Regions from separate parts of the Gossypium arboreum genome. Here region 2 is linked to region 1. A link is a contact called in public Hi-C data. All regions are on one chromosome and are shown on one strand. Each heading gives the region's core, a stretch centred on a gene start, on an enhancer-like site or on the middle of the called end of the contact. The rest is flanking DNA. Distances are from core to core; before and after follow the strand shown. Region 1 holds the start of LOC108460239 (ethylene-insensitive protein 2). Region 2 holds the start of LOC108460849 (29 kDa ribonucleoprotein A, chloroplastic-like).

Region 1 (5,805 bases), core at 2,463-4,962:
ATCCACATATTAACTCAATTGTTGAGAAATATTTAAACATGATTCTTGAAAGCCATCATAAACAATAGCTTATCAGAAAAGCGAAAGAAATTAACCTGCTCCATTGCATCATGAAAAGTAACCAAGACAAGGCCAGCATTGTAGAACACATTTGCAGCTGAATTCATCAGCACATAATTTACTAGATAAATTCCACCGAAGACGCATAAGATGGCAAAAAGATGGTTGTGACATAAGGCACTCTTAGAAGTATTTGGTGGTCCCAGATGCTCCTGTGGACAGGAGAACAAAACTTCAGAGAGCTGAGAATGAATAGCATAATATTGAACTCCAAAAGGCAAAAAGGCAGGACCACAAAACAAAACCAAATGATATTGCAAGCATAAAAGATATAAGGTGCACCAATTTGTCCCGCAGTTCGAGAATTGTATGCCCCATAACATTTAAGCATGGTGCAATGAACATAAGCCTACCCTATATTTGAGAACAATGTCATAACTATAGAAGACCACTAATTGAGGAAAATTATACATGCATTTGACTCAGATTGTAGTGAATCTACAAGGACAGCATCCACATGCAAAGATTCTAAAAAGGCTTCTAAAATCCAAGTATTGACAAAGAAAATGTCAAATTCTTAGTTGAAATAAATTTACAGATAATACAGGAGTCTCCAATCCATTAAAACTGAAATATAAAGGCCCATATACAAGACTCGTGCACATAGATGCATATACAAGTCCAATTGCAGATACCTGAACAATAGAAGAATGTAGATAAAAATTGTGAGGCATGATGCTTGCTCCAAGAAGACTCATCAGGGCAAATGCACTCTCCCACTCAACTTTGTTGGCATCCCAAGCATGGAAATAGAAATTTCTGGTTGACTGAGGAGCACTCCAAAAACATAAGAAAGCAATATGAAACCTGCTGCATAGATGCATAGGAAACTTGCCCTGCAGTGATCCTAATGTTGAAAATTGTTTAGACTGCTATGATGTTGCAAGGGAGAGATTGTGCAATAAAACAAAGCAGTTTAGCATACCAAGGTGGAGGCAAAAACTGGGAATAAAACAGCATCAAGAGCAGCTAGAAAAACACCAGTGGACAGATCCACCCCGAAGAGAAGATTAATCCCATGTGCGACACCCAGGACCTGGGAAAATATAGACATTTTTCATGAGAATAGAACAAATATCACTATATTAAGTGCAAATAAAAAGAATTATAACTTCCTTTCATCATAGTTTAGAAAAGAAAGCTACCATGGTAAGGTCCAACGCAACCACAGAAAGCTCTGCTTGAACTCCAAGGAATAAACGAGTGGACTTGTCATACTCATCGCTGCAAATCTATCATCGCCATAAATTAAGAAATAAATATGTATCATGAAAAGAGTAAAACACAAGTCCACAAATAAGCACAAGCACCTTTGCACATGACATTCTGGTTATATATAAGCACTTAATTAAAGATAAATAAGCATGCATTTGTAAAAAAGGAGTTCTTATGCTTTTTAATCTAGGCAGAAAAATAATTAAACAACATTGGAGAATTTAACTAAATCATGTTGTTACTTTATAAGAGTTCTACAAGTACACAGATCAGTATAACGGTTGTCAAAGAAATTGTCTTACAAACAGAATAATTCCTAATCTTTTTATTCTTGTAAAATGCACAAGCGTGAAAAGAATACCTGAGCAAGACCACGCCCAGTCACCACACCAATTCTAGCTGACAGATATTGACACAAAATGGCAGCACAATTAAAAAGAAGCATGGGAACTACCAGGTCAAAACCAAACCGTGCACCTCCTTCAACAGTGGCAACCCACTTCCCAGGGTCAACATATCCAATTGATATTAGAAGAACAGGTAAAACAACAGGGAACATCTGATGAAGGGCACCTCGTTGGTGGTTAGCATTTCCTCCCTCAGCTTCCATTTTGTCAACTAGAAATTCAGACGATATGCTAGTTACAGTGCAGCAACGCTTCAAATTCCATCTTCAGAATAGCACAGAACCTCCAATGCTCAAGAAGTACTACAATTACATGGTTGTTCACAATGACTAAATCTCGTAAGAAAGAAGCTATCCATCATAAGGTATTCAGCTAGATATTAGCAAGTTATTTGATTAAACATAATTTTGCAAGAAAAAGCAAACAGTCGAGACCATTTTCTGCAAGACTTGCTATCAAACGAATGTACATTAAACAAAAGCCCTGGCACAGCAGGACTAGCGAGCATCTAAAATGCACTTCCCAAGAATCAGTGCCACCGCAACTGCTGACAGAATCAAAATTGCAGCCTCAGCCACAACCATATAGGGGCTGGTGAATATTCCAACTCTCGCAGGACTTTTACCAATAACTTGAATCAGTATCAAAGGGCAGATACACCCATCTCCAGTCCCTGAGTAGAACAACAAATAATCCAAACAAATTCCTCCAACGAAAGCACCTACAAAGTCAAAACCTGAATCAAATCAGTCAAAACCATCAGCCTTGGAACATAACTACAAGAAAAAGGAATTAAAGCATCAAAACCAACATGTAAAACGAATCAGAACCAAATTCTAGCATAAATCATGATTAAACCATTTGGTCAAGCTTCAAAACAAAATCAGCAGAGTCCAATATACAGTGAACACCATAAATTTCACAAACCGGTACGGTTAACCAGATTATTCAAAAAGAAAAAAGTATAGTGTGAATTAGTTCAAGGGTGTAAGCCCTCAGCATCATCACAAGTTCACTTTGCAAACTAAATTTCAGCATCAATGCTAATCAATAGTGATAAAGATCAGCACACAAAAACAAACCAAAATAAACAACCAGAAGACAGAATAAAATACAGCTTCATACAAAACCACAAACCCCAAAAGTACCCCCACACGAAAATTACGAAACAAAAACCTTGGACTTAAAAACAAAACTCAGATCTTCCTAAAACGTCCCAAAGCAAGCAAAAGTGTAAAACCCCACCCAAATGAACAAAGCACTAAGGAACCAATATGAATAAAAATCAAGACCCTGGATCTGATTCAGCTCAATAACTTTAAAAAAAAGGAAAAAATGTTTGCACAAATTCCAAGGTAGATTACGCATAAAGCAAGAAAACAAAAAAAAACCCAAAATAATTAAACAAAAAAGAAGAAACAAGTAAATCATAAGGAAAAAGAAGACTCGAATTGGATTAGGGTTTAGGCCTTTGGGGAAGTAAAAAAATTGTTTTTTGATTTTACCTTACGGTAAAAAGTGGGACAGAGAGAGCTTATCTGCTATCCTTTTCTCTGCAATCTCTATCTAAGTTTGGGTATTAACAAAAGTAGATCTTCAGGAAGAGGGATTTCTCAACCCACTGGGTTTTATTTATATATTTTTCTTCACAAACAGAGAGAGAGAGAGAGAGAGCGAAAAAGAAAAAGAGAGAAAAAAAGAGGATAGATACATGATCATCTCAGATAGATAAATATATAATTATATAAATATATTTTCAAGGGTGTGGGGGCTCTTTCCAAGCCATGCCACGCCATGTTGAAGAAAAGAGGAAATTTATTTATATATAATATGTGAAAAAAGAAAACTTTCACTACTAAATACTAATCAAAGCGAAGAAGAAAATGTGTCCAGATGAAAGACAAAACAAAAAGCTAGAAAAAGTTTAAAGACAGACAGTTAAAAGGTTATTGACATCAAAACAGTTCCAACAAATCTCGAGGATATCCCACAAATTTCAGCATTACAATTAATCCAACTTCTCTCATTTCATTTATATACATTTAATGGATTATTATTTATTTGTATAAACTTTTATGTTAATAATTAGGGTAAATTTTATAAAATGATAATTAAGGTTAAGTTTACGTTATTGTCTCACAATTATCAAAAGTTACGATGTCGTCATTCACGTTATAAATGGTATCAAGTTATTAAATTTGATCAACTTAACTTCTTATTTTTTAGCAAAATAATGAGACGACATATTAACTCAAAGTTTAATAATTAATTCAATCTCTAAACCGTCATTTTATAATTTAGTGTTTTAATATTTTCTAACCATAATCTAAAAATATACAAAAGTATAAAAGTATGATAAAATTCTTTAAAAACACTTGAAAGTTGATAACTTATTTTTAAAATTATAATTATGCAAAAATTTTAAAATTTTATAAATTCTAAAAGTTTTAATCAAACTTGATGAGATTGTAAGTGAAAATTTTGTATTTTAATTATTGTAAAGTTCTTTTTAATGAAATAGAACAACTTTTGCTATTATTGTTACAATCAAATGAATCCACTTTTCCTTTTGTATCTTAGTGTAGAAAAAGTGTGTTGAAGACCTAATAATACTCTAAAAGCATGTGTGTAAGTGAACACTGAAGGACAAAATAATATAGAGATAATGTGCAAAAGGCTGATGAGTTATTTTGTCGTAGATATGGTAAATCTGTACCTGTCATTTGTTATTTTCTTTTTAACCAATAGATTTTTTGATTTACAACTAAGTATATAATCAGTAAATATATATCCAAGAAATATTGTTTTCTAATTCATTTTAACTAGGGTGAAGCTAAAATAATTTTTAGGGCAAATGAAATTTTAATTTTTATAGTCAATATCTTTATAATTTTAAAGGATTAAATGAAATTTTTATAATTTTAGGGGTAAAGTGTAATTTTAACTTTACTAATTTAAATTTTTTAAAAATTAAGAATTTAAATAGCAATTTTATATTTTAGGGAACTAAGACCCTACTAGCCCCTAAATTCACCTATAATTTTAACCAACTATGAATATTCTTATAAACAACCTTTTGATTATACTTTTGGGATCAAATTAGTTATTAGTGATTGAGTTAACATACAACATCATTATTTCATTAAGGGATAACAATAGAACAGTTAACTAATAGGTGATCAAAATTTAATAATTCAACAATGTAAGTGATCATAATATAACTTTTGATAGTTGGGTTGCAAAAGCATGAACTTAACCTTAGTTTTGATGACTATTTGTATACTTTTCCTAATAATTAACATTATTTATTAAGGAATAATATTTGATGCTCAATGCATAAGTCTCATATACCATCGACAAATAATATCACAACACATCATCATTAAATAATATAAAAAATAGTGAAGGACTTAAAAGATACTAATAAATGTTAAAACCCAAGACTTTAGACCTTAAACCCAAGATTCTAAATCCGAGAGTTATTAATAATTTTTATAATAGTTACATTTAATGTTTAATCATATTTAAATAAAACTATCAATATTTATTTATAAGTCCTCCATATTTTTACTTAATTTAATTATAATATATTATATTATTGTTCATTGATGGTGCATAATATTTATGCATTAACAACGCATCAAATAATATTGTTTAAAAAAATAATTTAATCTCTTTCAATATAAATGAAACAATTTAAGGAAAATATTTGATATACTATCAAGTAGAGTTTTAGATTCTACAAAGAGTTAATGGTCGACAAGTGTCTTATAAAAGTATAGTAAAATATCTAAAAATAAATATTTTAAAATTGACACATATAATAATCTTTTAAAACTGCTCGTGGAATAAAAAAATACACTTTCAATATAATAAATACTGAATCCACAATAATTTTGTACTATTAAAAATAGGAAACTGATAACTGTTTTAATTATTTTCATTAATAAATTATAGGATAAAGCTCTATTAAAAGAAGCAATTTCGTCTGTATAAGATTCAAAAATGAGAAAATAAAGATAAGTGATGTTATTTCACCACAAAAAAAAAGAAAAAGAAAAAG
Region 2 (5,805 bases), core at 1,380-3,879, 480 kb after region 1:
TTGGGCAAAATTTTTTGGCCTAAACTTAGTCTGACTTGAATTTGCAAAAAAAGTTCTTCTATTTTTTTTATTGTTTTGCCACTGTTTTTTATTATTTGCTATCATTTCGCTATTAAATTGAAATTATTTTTTATTATTGTTTGAATATTTTATAATTCTTGTTTTATTATTAATTTTGTTATTATTTTAGATGTATTTGATTTCTAAGTTGCACTTATCTTAGTGCATTTAATGTATTTTTATTTTTAATTTTTTAATTTTACTATATTTTTAAAAAATTATTAAGAAACATTTATTTTAATATTTTCAGTATATTTGATTATATTTTTAAATTTTTATACAAAAATTTTAATACGGATAAAATAAACTCAATTTTAACAATTTTATCTAATCTAAATTTAAATAAAATTTTAAATATATTTTTGAGTGGAATCCACACCTAAAATTTTTAAGTAGCCTGGCCTGAACGGCCATGGACCACTTTAGTTGCAAGGAACTAGTGATGTTTGGCGTTGCTTGCTGTCAAGAAACTAGTGAAAATTTCAAGTGTCCAATCATTCATATGATGTAATCTAGAGTAGAGTAGAGTAGGAGTTGTCCAAGAAGTCCTTTGACATTTCATTCAATCCGCGTAATGCACATAATTTTAACGTAATCAGTTTCATTTTTTTTTTTTAATATGCACGACATTATTTGCAGATAAATGCAACAACGTTGAGGAAATAAAAAATACGGTGATGTTTAGCGGGGCTGTTGTTGGTGTTCATCTTTTCTCTATAGTTTCCACTTCAAACTTAGCTTTGGAACTTTTTTTATAAATCCACAACTATTTTCATTTGTTTTACCGTCTAAGATTAATTTTATTTGGGTAAAAATAATATTTAGATAAAAATTTCCTAATAATGATAAATTTAATATTTGAACTCGATCCAAATATTTAGAGAAGTCTCCAATTGTTGGCCGTAGGATTGAGCAAAGAAACTAAAAGAATCTAAAAACCAATTTGATCTGATATATTCAATTTGGTTTAGGTTTTATATTATTCGGTTCAGGTTTTATAATGTTCGGTTCAGTTTCATGTTAATGTTATTACTCAAATTGCACAATTCAGTTTAAGTTCAGTTTCTCCTCTTGGAACCATTTTATACAAAAAGTTAAAATATTTCACAGCAACTAAATCATTTCTTAAAATAATAATCATAATTATAAGCATAATTCTAATTTTAAAAAATAGTTCATTAAACTTTATAAATATTTTATTTATAAAAGAAACAATTATACACAAGTTGTTGAATATATATTTGATAGTTATAAATTTAAAAAGTATATGGCATATTGTAATGATTCGATTATAATTAATTAAAAGAATGGTAAGTAAAACATTAGATATATCAATAATTTATGTATTAACTTTTCTTTTAACAACTTTAAATGATTTATTAACTTAATAACTTAACTTAAAATGATTTTTAAATGGTTTTATGAATGATTATAATATTAATGTAATTATTTAATTTACCTCGTAAATGTATAAATGAATTAAGAGCATGCATTATGATTATTATGAAATAAAAATATATATATATTAGAACTTTGGGGTTCAAAAGAAGATGATTCTTTTTTGACAAAACTCAAAATTTTAAAATCAAACCGCTATTATTGGTTTTGGGTATTTCCATTTTTATTCAATACAATTTTGATTTCAAAAGTTAAAAAGAAAATGAAAAATTTTAATTCAATTTTTGTTAAAAATTAAATCGAAGTGAATACACCCATGTGAGTGTTCGATCGAATCGAGTTAATTATGTTGACAAGTCATATTTTATCATCTAAATCAATTTAAGATTTTTTCGAATCAAGTCGAGTGAAATGAAATTCGAGTCAAATCGAATCGAGTGAACTGTTCGAGTTAAATTAAAAATTTAAACACGTCAAATTAAAATCAATATAACTAATTTTATGTTACAACACATAAATTTGAAACCACATATATTTGAAAACTTTTTCAAAGTAAATTAATAAAAAATAATTAATTAACTTATTTAAATCCCAAAATTATTATTCTAGAATTTTTTTATTTTTAACTTTCTTTATATTTTTTTGAAATTTTTATAATTTTTGAATTTTTATAAATATTTTTATTTTTAAAAATTATTTTGAATTATTTTGTAATTTTTGTTGGGAGAAAGACTAATTTGCTCATTTTCAAACTCAATAAGAACTAAAAGGGTATTTATACCAATATGTTATTTGAATTATTCAAGTTATTCAAATTGTAAAATTTAACTCGATTCGAATTCAAAAATTGAATTACCTATTTGATTTAACTTGAATAATTCGAATAACTCAATTCGATTAACTTAAAATTAAAAAAAAAATTAATTTTTTGATGGAGGTTGTAATTTAGAAACATAAAATACAGTTCTAATTAGTCCATTTTCATTTGGGTTTGAGGGGCTGTGGCCCTATGCAAATGTCGCTCAAACCCAAAGCCTTTTCCCTCAGCAAAATATCTAAAATCTATCGCAATCTAATATCTTATCAACAAAAATCTAACGGCCCCGATTTCACGATATGTAATCCGAAGTACCGGCGGCAAGATAGACAAGCAGGCAACTTCTCCTCCTATAAAACTATCTATAATGTAAGCTGCTCTTCTTAAACCCTCTCTCCCATTTCAAAAACCTTATCTTCTCTTTGGCTAAAGCAGAAACAAAGGCTAAAATGTCTGCAACATCTGCTTCATCTCTCATCCTCCCATCTCTCAAACCCAAAACCATATCTTTACCAAACCCAACTCCCATTTCACTGTCCCCCTTCTCTCTTTCCCACCGCCTCCATGCAAAGCCTCTCTTTTCTTCCTCTCTTCAAAGTTTCACGCTTTTAACAAAAAAGTCTTCTTCTTTTCCTTCTAATTTTGTTAGAAACGTTTCCGTTTCATCTGAGTACGGTCAGGAAGAGGGTTTATTTGGTAGTGATGATGAAGAGGCTACTAGGTTCTCCCCTGACTTGAAACTTTTTGTGGGCAATCTTCCTTTTAGTGTGGATAGTGCTCAGCTTGCCGGCTTGTTTGGAAGTGCTGGAAATGTTCAGATGGTTGAGGTAAATTTTTTTTTCTTTTTCCCCCTTTGCTTTTACCTGTAATTCACCATGTTTATGTTTATGTTTATGAATGACTTGCTTTGTTTTCATCATGTTCTGTTTTCACACAGAGGCTTGCCCTTTAGTTTGAATTCAAGCATAGTATGAACCTTTATTTCTGATATGTTGAATTATAGTATGGAAGAAACTTTTAATTTCGAGATGAAAATTGAATAATTAAAAAGACATTTAGCCAATTGAAGGGTCATGATATACATTTAGTGATTTAATTGAGCATCCATTGAAATATGGACCTTGTTGCTTCACTCCAATCATTTGGGAAGTTAACAAACTAGATGTACACTCCGTTTTGATGTGTTGAAATTATTGCTTTTGACAGGTGATTTATGACAAGGTAACTGGGAGAAGTAGGGGATTTGGTTTTGTAACCATGTCTACTACTGAGGAAGTGGAAGCTGCTGCTCAACAGTTCAATGGCTATGTAAGTCATCTTTTGGGGTGTTCATATGCAGATATGCGAACTTAAAGAGTATTTTGCACATTTAATAATTTAATTGCTTCGTTTACATGCTACTTAAACAAATATGGTTATCCTCTTTCGGTTTAGAGTACGCATGGATGAAGATTTGCATATTTGTCATCTTTAGAACAATTTGAGGATTGACATTTATGTTCTGGCCTTGGAACCCACTGCGGCAAATGAATTTTTTCAGCATCTGAATATAAAAAACTTCCATTTTTATTTGTTCTAGTTTCCTCAACTTTCTCTTTTCCAGCATAGTGGATGGAAAAAGGGTGTTTCGCAATATCGAGTATGCTTAAGTTTTTGACTGTATTAATATCTAATACCCCTGTGACGTTATCAGTTTTGGTATAAGGTTATAGTTTCTATCAGAAGTTTGAATCGAGGTTATCATAAAATTTTCTTGTGTTTACACTTGCTGATTGCAGGAACTTGAAGGGAGAGCGTTGAGGGTAAACTCTGGACCACCTCCTCCTCGTAGGGAAGAATTTTCTCCTAGGGCGAGAGGTGGTTCAACCATGGGTGCTTCAAATCGTGTCTATGTTGGTAACCTTTCGTGGGGCGTTGATGATTTAGCACTGGAGACCTTGTTCAGTGAGCAAGGCAAGGTTGTGGAAGCAAAAGTTGTTTATGACAGGGAAAGTGGTAGATCAAGGGGTTTCGGCTTTGTAACTTACAATTCTAGTGAAGAGGTGGATGGTGCTGTCAAAACATTTAATGGTGTTGTAAGTTAATCGTTACCTTGAGTTCTAATCCATGAATGTTTATAGCAATTTAGAGTCAATTAGTAGATGCTGGATAAGATAGGTCATTTGGCTGCTATATACTTTTTCAGTATCATTATTGACTTTAATATACTTGATTTTGTACAAAACTGCTACTTACAGAAATCTAATAACTTCATTAATGACTGTGAATTGCTTAAAAAAATTTGTTTGATGCAGGAGTTGGATGGCAGACCAATTCGAGTCTCAGTGGCCGAGTCTAGGCCAAGGCGTCAATTTTGAGTGCAACTGGTATCTACCGGTACTGCTAAAGTTCTTTGGGTATGAGTCTAAATCTTTGGGCACTTAATTGGTCTTTCCTTTTTTTTTATATTTCATCCATGGGTTATAGATGTTCAGTTTTCAAAGCTTAATATTTATTCTGGTATGTGTTGCTTATATGTTTTTTATTGGATTGCATTTTTATCACACACACTGAGAACAACTCTTTATGTTCCTAGGAATCTACAAACATGCAAATTGTAGCAGCTGCATTTGGATGGTATTCGCAATCTGTGCTTAGATTAGATTAGAAAGAGCCGATGACGAGATGATAATATCAATTGAAATATTTTGGTCATATGTTCCAAAAGTATCATGATTCAGTGACTGACATGCGCCTTAATTTTGTTTATTCAAGTGTGGGATTTCCAGTTAGCATTTCTTTTAGCAGTTTCTAGAGAGGGTGTGAATTTGTGCTTCTTTTTATCTAAAAGCCATGGGGATATACATCCATGAATTGGATAATATATCAAGAAGGGAGCTGACAAACTCTTCCCTTTTAATCACCTATAATTCATTTAGTAGCCTCCCTTCTTCACACACCATACTGCAATGGAAAGAAGGGAGCTCACTATAAGAACAAGGACAATTAGTTTTCTAAGTTTCAGTTGAAATGTGAATGTTTAATAATTCATAAATTAATTAGTATATTAACAATCTTATCTGATAATATTAATTTAAATTACTATCTATATCTTATAAAATCAAAAGATATCATAATTTTTTTTTGTAAAATAATTTTCTCAATATACCATAAATATCTAATTTTATAACTAAAATAACAAATATCTATATTTGCTCATGTAGTTGTCAAATTGTTCCCACTGGCTATCATGTTTAGGTTTTAAGCGTTATCATTAAATATCTTTTGTTATGGTCTCGTATAAAATCTCTTTTGAAATTTTAAAATTATTAAAAATATGTTATCTAATTTTATTATATTATTTAAACTTAAATCCAAAAATAGAATGCAAATAAAATTTACTTCAAATTGAATAAAATTTCTCAATTTAGGTATGTTAAAATAAAATAATTTTGTTTAATTAAAATATAGTTTGTTAACCTACAATTTAGTTATTAAAATTTAAATCAACTTAAAAAAATAAAGCTTATTAACAAATAATTAAAATTGTT

The links. Hi-C and Micro-C count contacts between places; a contact is called where the count stands out from the background.
Region 2: a contact with region 1 is called in a Hi-C map of leaf, with 3 times the contacts expected there. The contact joins the promoter of LOC108460849 here to the promoter of LOC108460239 in region 1. A contact is called at or near these places in 3 of 5 Hi-C or Micro-C datasets (all in leaf).

Annotation. Positions count from the first base shown.
Region 1 is chr4:99,230,808-99,236,612 of ASM2569848v2, forward strand. LOC108460239 (ethylene-insensitive protein 2) reads right to left here and starts at 3,713. Exons shown (of 9, transcript XM_017759662.2): 1 at 3,248-3,713; 2 at 1,697-2,463; 3 at 1,266-1,352; 4 at 1,046-1,156; 5 at 838-967; 6 at 756-835; 7 at 96-272. The coding sequence starts at 1,945.
Region 2 is chr4:99,709,341-99,715,145 of ASM2569848v2, forward strand. It overlaps LOC108460849 (29 kDa ribonucleoprotein A, chloroplastic-like), which reads left to right and starts at 2,630. Exons shown (of 5, transcript XM_017760527.2): 1 at 2,630-3,102; 2 at 3,482-3,583; 3 at 4,054-4,350; 4 at 4,570-4,671; 5 at 4,851-5,049. The coding sequence starts at 2,725. The coding sequence ends at 4,632. It overlaps LOC108459923 (a long non-coding RNA gene), which reads left to right. Exons shown (of 4, transcript XR_001867435.2): 4 at 700-878.